Linked DNA regions of Capsicum annuum: region 2 is linked to region 1. Evidence: chromatin contacts called from public Hi-C data. All regions are on one chromosome and are shown on one strand. Each heading gives the region's core, a stretch centred on a gene start, on an enhancer-like site or on the middle of the called end of the contact. The rest is flanking DNA. Distances are from core to core; before and after follow the strand shown.

Region 1 (4,260 bases), core at 1,115-3,614:
TTAAATGTTTAGGAATCACCTATGTGAGGATGAAGTGGAAGTCACTTTAAGGAGAATGATAGTAAAGGCATATTCTCTAAACTCTCGTGAAACCATGTGGTGTTCATGGATGAAACGAATAAAATCGTGAGAACCATAAATGTTAAAAGGCTAGTTGTATGACTTGTATTCTCTAGGTGTACATAAAAGTTCGATGGTTGAAAGATATAACATATACTGATTGACCAAGTGCATACGGTGCAAGTTCACTAAGAAAAGCTCAAAGGGAAACCTACTTCCAGATGCAATTATTTTTTATTTGTAGATTATACACTTGGCCGTAGATTTTTGATGAAATATTCATTCTTCATTCATGTGGGGGATTGTTGGGTTCTAAGTGAAAGTGTGAGGAAAATGGAGGGAAGAAAAGTGAGAAAAAATTGAAGTGTATATTCATTTTATAAAAGGAATATTCTCCCATATTGGTGGGAGTAAGGAAAATCCTTGTGCTTAAGTATAGAAAACTCCTTCATGTGGATAGTGAGGCAAGAAGAAGACAAGCATTGCACCATCGTCATCGTCGCTCCGCTCGTCTTTGGCTTTGACTTTAAATTTGGATTTGTCAAATGATCAAGAGATTATCCTTTTAGATAAAATTCGTTTGAAACCTGAAAAATAGTGATGTTTTAATTCAAGAATCCAATATAAGAAAATTCTCCATTTACGGACGCACGTAAGGAAGTGCGGACACACGTCACAATGCACATTGAAGGGACACGACCCTTCGAGGCACTGTTTGGAAACGACACTGGGATTTTTGTGCGCATCTGACCACATGTGGATGCAGGTGCCAGCACAGGTCGAATGCATATCGGACAAAACTTTCTGGTTTTGGACAAGTTGCGGCATGCAGCCGCATGTGGGGTCCGCAGGCCGACGACAGCCTGAAACAGTGCATTTTTTCAAGAACCATTGCTTCTTTTCTGAAGCAACACCTCTTGACTATAAATACCTGAATTTTTTCTCAGGTAAAGGTACAAAATTTTAAAGTGAAAAACGTCTTGTTCTTACTAAAAACGCAAGTGTGATTTACGAATCGTTGAGTGTGTTAGAAATTCAGCAAATTTAAGGCACCACTATTTGCTGAAGTGAATCATTTTATCATGGGTGGATATATTCCATTAACCTCGGGTGCTTGAGGGGAATAAATTCTTTAAGGACACATCATGAATTCGATGGACTTGATCTTTTGGTTTTCATCTCTTTAAATGTTGATTTTGCTATTCTCCGGAAAATAGTTTGAACTTTATTTTGATAGTTCATAAGTTGTTTGAACTTGTGTGTGAAGTTATTGAAACTTCATATTGATAGTTCACAAATTGTTTGAACGTGTGTTTGAAGTTTTTATTGTTAATAGAGATTTTGTATCTGAAAAGCAACTAAGAATTATTTCCAGCATTTCCGCTAATGAATCGTCTCCTCCTTAAATTTTTAAAAGAAACAACAAAAGAAACCGTAGTTTTTGTTCTTTTGAGAATTGTTGCTCTGCATAAAAAGTTTTCAACTTCGAAACAATTGATGAGGTAAAATAACAGATCAAATTAGTCATCATCTTTTTACCCACATAAGAAGAATATGGAAGAAGCAAAGATTAAATAAGCGTAGAAATAGCCAGTTTGAGTAAAAACAGCCAGCTCTCAGTTACAGTAAACATATTATGTTACCTTTGCTCTAATTTGTCATCTCCTTCCTGTTTGTTACATTCCATCTGACCTGGATCCTAGCTCAAACATGTTCAAGAAAGCACTTAACACTTCGTTCGGATGGTTGTTATATATTGTTTCATAATTATTGGTATTGCATTGTGTTGCATCATACTGTATTATTTTTATGAATATAAAAAATAAAATAGGATTATTAAATAATAAGTAAAGGTAAATGAGAAAAAAAAAATACATAAAGTTACAACACATGCGATAACACCAACTTGGTGATTATATAAACTGAGAATTTTCATTGTTACCTAACCATTGAATCAAATCACACCATACCATATATTTTTAGAAACAATCAAAACAAAAATGATACTCGTAATAACTATTTCATACCATACCATATACTATGGGTAACCACCTGAGATGCAAAGGCGACCTACTTAGTACTCTTAGCATTTGACTACTATCCAAAACAAAACGATTCACGTTTACCTCACAAGCTCATATCAGAGATCATCTTTTGAATCATATATTTAGACTATGAAAATGAAACCCAGACCCTATGTTGTTGCCATGAGAATGAAACACAAGAAATGACCTCTGTATGACATGATGCGCCAGGGTAGAAAGCTTTCGCAGACTCGAGTTTATGACGACGTTTGGATTTGCCTGGTTCACAACAAACAGCTATTGCAAATAGCTACTGCAATAAGAAAAAAAGCCAAGCAAATACAAACGTTGTCATAGAGTTCAAATGTTACTAACAAGAGTGAGTTCACAACATACAGCGCAAATAGCTGCTAAGATAGGAATTTGCAAATCAAAGGATTGCGATAATTGGGGGAAAAAAAAACTACTTGATTCAGCTAATCCCACCCTCACGAAGTACCTGAGATAATTAGGTTACAAACTTTTATACAAGCTTAACTATTGCTGAACTATGAAATTCCAACTTAAGCTAGTCTTATACATTACAATCATCAGATACTGTCTCCTCAGATGAGGCGTCACTATTGATGACAATCAACTCAACTCTTCTATCCGCTTCTGACTTATTGTGTTGCTTCCCCTCTCTCGTAGCCACTGCAGGGAGATGAGCACAATCCGCACTACCATCATTCTCAGTTCTTGGTGAAATGTACAAGTCGCTCAATCTGTTCCTTGATTCGCAATGAGCTCTGTTTGGTTCAGAAAATGGTAGACCAATCCACGGTTGGAAAACCCATGAAGAATCTGGCGCAAATCCTGGAGGCCTGGGTGGGATAGCAACCACTTCTTTAAGCCAGTGAGGCAAATTACCCACTTCAGACACTCTGTTCATAATTCGAGAACTGAATGAACATTCAATACCCGAACCTGCTGGGTTCTCGGATTGATCAAACCTAGCTCTTTTGCGTTTTGCCCTGAGACAAAGAGACTCTAAGCTCCCTACATTTGTTGTAGCCAGGTGAAGCCGTTTGGACGAAGTATTTTGAGCATTTCGAAAATGGAACGGTTTTTGGCTCCAGATGCTGTCCTCTGACTGGGAATGTGCATGCCCAAGTGAAAGTTGAACACCATCCATATCATGCGAGAAAAGATCAGCTGTACGTAACTGTCTCACAGGGGAAATGTATTTTCCATGTAAAAGTCTTGTCTGTTCCTCCATCCACCGTTCTGCCAAGTCCGTTGATGTCCTCCAGGAAAAGCGCAACCTTGGATCCCTCAACATCACATCCCAGTTGCCTCTTCCATGCCTCCTCACACCAATCCAAAGAGAATCTAGCTCCTCTTCTGACCACTTGGTCAGAGACCCTAATTTTTCTGCAAATCTCCTCTTGTTTCCGTTTTGAGATCTTGCTCTATTAAGAATGTTGTCCAGGATCATTTGATGTCGGTGAAGCATTGATGCATCAACAGAAAGCTGAGGAACTGCTCCTTGAATAAATTCCCTTGGTTGATTCCATACATCAGCCAACTGTGAGGATCTCGAAGCTAAAGCTTGACAACCGACCAGAGATTCAGTTGGCAGTGACAAACCAAGAAAATCTGAGGATTCCGCTACATCAAGCGCAAAATGCTTATTATCTTCTAATGAGGAAGCTATTCGTTCTTTAGAATTAGCACTCTCATTTTCCTGTGTGCTTGCTAATGGGAAAAAGTTGCAGGTTCTATCTTCTGACAAAGGCTGAAAGAAAATAAATTTAATGCATCTCAATCAAACATTAAAAGATTCACTTAATTGAAAATAACACAGCCTACACGGAAAAGTGGTAGAGATTGAGATAAGCAACAGTTTCTTTAATATGAACTAACCTGCAGCAACTCATTTTTCAAAGATGCTTTTCCAGATAAGCAACCCGCTTCAGGCACCTCTGCGTGAATTGGAGTTATCTTCTCGAGCTTCTTGTCAAGAAATTCCAAACTTTCGTCAGAAGGCACCTCATGTAAAACCATAGAATCATTTCCATTCAAGGAGCAAGTAGGGTTCTTCTGAACTTCCAGCACAGTTGAAATCAGGTGTTCATCAAATGCTTGTTCTGACCTATTGCAGTCCATTTTGTCATCACTGTCTGAACATGGTAAT
Region 2 (4,260 bases), core at 848-3,347, 34 kb before region 1:
CCAATAGGAATGCCTAATAGGGGAAGGTGGATTTGGAAGTGTGTTCAAGGGAACACTTCAAGGAGGAGAGGTAACTAACTTACTCTAATGAAACCAGCAATCTATCTATTTCTTTTGTCACTATGTGATATATCATGTATGTCTAAATAAATAGGTTGTGGCAGCAAAGCAACTAGACAGGACAGGAACACAAGGAAACCAGGAGTTTCAAGTTGAAGTCTTAATGCTAAGTCTCCTTAACCACCAAAATCTGGTCAATCTTATTGGTTCCTGTGCTGATGGAGATCAGAGAATTTTAGTCTACGATTACATGCCAATGGGCTGTCTTGCTGATCATCTAATTGGTAATGCACATAATATATAGTTGTTTGTTGAATACCAGTTTCCTTCTTTCTCAAATGTTAATGCTGCTTCTTTACTGATTGCATATCCAGACATTAAGGAGGAACAAAAGCCATTAGGTTGGCAAAACAGAATAAAGATAGCCTCAGGTGCAGCTCAAGGACTCGAATATCTACATGAAAAGGCCAACCCACCAATAATTTATCGTGATCTAAGAACCACCAATATTCTATTAGAGCAAGATTTTAATCCCAGACTCTCCGATTATGGCGTTGCCAAACTTGCAGGTGGAGGGAATACCTCACATATATCACCCAGGGTAATGGGAACATACAGTTACTGTGCTCCAGAGTATGAAAGATCTGGTGAACTCTCTTTCAAGTCGGACATATACAGTTTTGGAGTACTTGTTCTTGAACTTATTACAGGGCGTCGTGCAGTGGATACTGCAAGGCCCCTAGAGGAGCGAAACTTAGTTGCTTGGGTGAGAAAGCACCCTCATTCAATATTTCTTCTCACTAGTTTATTCTGTGTCATTGTGACTGATTATGATAATATGTGTACATGTGATTGAACAGGCACAACCCATTTTCAAGAATACGAAAAGGTTCAGAGAAATGGCGGATCCACTTCTCAAGAACAAATTTCCTGAGAGAAGTTTGAATCAAGCAGTTGGGGTTGCGGCCATGTGTCTTCAAGAAGAGCCATCAGTCCGTCCCTTAATCGGTGATGTCGTAGCTGCTCTTACCACCCTCGACGTGGATGAACCAATTCCTGATTCTCCTGAGAAAGGCAGCGCAGATACAGACGATTCAGATGAACATGAGCCAAAGAGTTCAGATAATGAGGTCTTACCAAAAAGGAATGAGGATCATAGCAGTGGGAATGATCAACAAAATGTTCATCACGATCAAAGATTTGGCTTTAATGAAGATCATTTTGACAGTGATGAGGATGATAGAGAAAGTTCTGATTACGGGTATGGAAGTACATCAGGATCATCAGAGAATGAGATAGAAGACAGCAGGTTTGAACCTAGAGGAATGACAACTAAATCTGAAAAATGGGGCTCAAAATCACAACGTGATAGCAAGTCAAAGTCATCCTCTCAAACTATCAGCTCAAGGTCAAACTCAGACGCAAAAGCAACGTAACACGCTCTGAAAGTATCAGCTCAAATGACGACTCTGAAAACAAAGACACAATCAATCATCGGTAACAAAACAGCGTAAAGTCCAAGCATGTAAGTTTTGGTGCATTTTCAAGTCAGAGCAGCGAAGATGATGCGGAATCAGACGGTGAACGTGAAATTGGTTTAAATCACTCAAGACATGTGCAATTACTTCATGAAATAATACCTCAAAAATTTAAATCTTGATATTCATTAAGGTACATGGACTTAAGTCACCATGGCACCTCTGTACATCTCAGTTTTCCAGTATAAGAGTACACTGAGCTCTTTCAAATTATAACTATGGACAATCAATCCTGTCTGGCAAGCAGCTATCTAATTTATTTCTTTTACAGAACAAAAAGGGGGAACAACATTGAAATCAATCTTTCTGCACCTAAAATTAGACTTATCTTTCATCCCAAATATTTTTAAATCATTTACGGGAAATATTAAAGCTATTTTCCAGTAAAACTTTAGCCGACATCTATTCAACCTAAAAACAAAAGGGTTACGTTCGTTCAAACAGCTAAAATCAGGTCACTTTGCCCCTATCAAAGAAGGGTTTAAGTTTCTGAAAATATCATCTCCTTAACCAACCAGAAATACACTCACTTAAATTGAGATTAAACATCATACCAAATGCCTTCTTTTCTAGGAGGAGAATACTAAATTTGCAGTGAAAAACTAATTATACCCTCGAGCATACCTCCTAAGAAACGTTATTGCATCCGCTGACAAAATAGCATAGCATATGGAGGAGGAGAAAAAGATATTTCGCTGCCACTTCTGCTTCAGTAGAACGTCCGCAGAAGTACTAATAGTAGTAGAAGTTAATACTATACAATTGATATTAGTAGGGGAACATTGAGGTGGGATATGTCGTTGCTTCGCATTACCTCGTTGATCAGCTGCTAGAGGAATTCTCACAACAAGTGGTGGTTCCAAAAAGTCAGAGCCCAGAGGTAGAGGCAATCTTCTCGAGTATGTCAGCTACGCATTGGCCTCTCCGTATGAAAGAAAGAAATATGAATGATTTGCAGAAATTTTTCCACACCTTATTCATTTCCTTTGTGTATATATACAAGTGTTTTGTGTATAAAGAAGAGTAAATACATAAATAACCCTAATGTTGGTCGAGATTTTCAAAAAAATACTTAAAGCTTGAATTCGATCTATTACTTCACGATTCTTTTTTATTTCTTTGCAAATACACCATTTTTCGCTGAATTTCAGTCACACAAAAGAGAGTGATTGCACGCGCCAATAAGGTGTTGCCACGTGTAAATATGTTTAATTTCATATATTTTTATATTTTTTAATAAAAATTTTCTTTTAATTTTATTTATCAATTTTAAATTCTTCTTCTCGAGCTTTCCATTAATCAATCTTCATTTCTTCTTCCTCAATTCTCCATTAATCAATCTTCATTTCTTCTTCCCCAATTCTCCATTAACAGCCATCACTCTCTTTTTCTCTTCTTTTCCCCAATCTCCATTGAAGCTAGGAAATTTCAAAAAAAGAAAAAAAAAAGTCTCCTTAATGAATCAAACTAGTGGGATAAAAAAATCATGTATGGACTTTAATATCTTCTTAATTTGTTTAAAAGTTGTGAAATCAAATTTCCTTTTTATGATTCAATTTTTTTTCCGTCTTCAACACCATTTACTTGAATCATAAAACTCCATTAATGGAGCTTTAATGGAGGAGTTGAAGAAGACAATGGTGTTGAAATCTCATTACTCATTCGTACTGAGTAATTTCTTCCTTCTTCTCCATCAATCTTCATTAATGGTGTCTTTGTTTTTTCTCTTTCAACTTAATTACATTTCACAAATTCAAATCGACACTACACACTCGGAAGGAGAATAAATAGAAAAGAAAATTGAGTAACATCATTAATGAAGATTAATGAAGAAGATGAGAGGGAGGAGAAGGGGGGGGGGAGGAGAAGAAGGAGGAGGAGGAGGAGGAGAAGAAGAAGAAAGAGAAGGAGAAGGATAAGGATAAGGAGAAGAAGAAGGAGAAGGAAAAGGAGAAGAAGGAGAAGAAGGCGAAGAAGGAGAAGAAGGAGAAGGAGAGGAAGAAGAAGAAGGAGGGGGAAGAGGAGGAGGAGGAGAAGAAGAAGGAGGAAGAGGAGGGGGAGGGGGAGGGGGAGGAGGAGGGGGAGGAAAAGAAGAAGATGGCAAATGAAGAAAGAAGATGAAAAATGAAGAAAAAAGAAAACTAAAAAACAAAATTAAAAAAGTGGGTCCTTTTTATTACACGTGGCATATTTTAATTAATTGGTTCAATATTTTTTCATTCACACGGTTCAGGTGCATGTCTACACGCAGGGTCAAATTTTCGGTCAAATAGTGCATTTACAATGGTTTAGGCAAGATTCGTGGGGTAATAGGTTGAATTCATAGTTTAAGTATTTTTTTGAAAATCTCAGCCAACATCAGGGGGTATTTATGTTTTTACTCTATAAAGAAATGTTGGTTCAATTGGTGTGAATGGAAAATGAAAAGTTGATTTGAAGGAAAATAACTCTTTGAGTAAAATACACACTATTTTGGGAAAAGATATGACTATTTAGATGGTTGTTGCTGTTCGGAAAAGACACACTCTTTCAAATGGATAGACATGACTGTTCTGAAAGAATACACTTTTCGGTGAACCATTGCCACCTTTCGGAAAGAGCACTTAATGGCTATATAAACGTGCATTTTTCCATAAGTCTTGTATGAAATTTTTCTACAATT

Evidence for each region. A called contact is a pair of places that touch in the nucleus more often than the background predicts.
Region 2: a contact with region 1 is called in a Hi-C map of leaf, with 1.8 times the contacts expected there. The contact joins two enhancer-like sites. A contact is called at or near these places in 2 of 5 Hi-C or Micro-C datasets (leaf and placenta).

Annotation. Positions count from the first base shown.
Region 1 is chr12:154,366,350-154,370,609 of UCD10Xv1.1, reverse strand. It overlaps LOC107850579, which reads right to left. Exons shown (of 7, transcript XM_047400426.1): 6 at 3,990-4,246; 7 at 2,411-3,861. The coding sequence ends at 2,659. Among protein-coding and RNA genes, the nearest start is that of LOC107851052, 25 kb to the left of the region's middle. Within about 2 kb of position 2,364, at least 2 of the 5 cell types and tissues checked have an H3K27ac peak or open chromatin away from gene starts, as enhancers often do. A contact at or near this core is called in leaf, where this site is marked.
Region 2 is chr12:154,400,063-154,404,322 of UCD10Xv1.1, reverse strand. It overlaps the pseudogene LOC107851624. Among protein-coding and RNA genes, the nearest start is that of LOC107851052, 8.2 kb to the right of the region's middle. Within about 2 kb of position 2,097, at least 4 of the 5 cell types and tissues checked have an H3K27ac peak or open chromatin away from gene starts, as enhancers often do. A contact at or near this core is called in leaf, where this site is marked.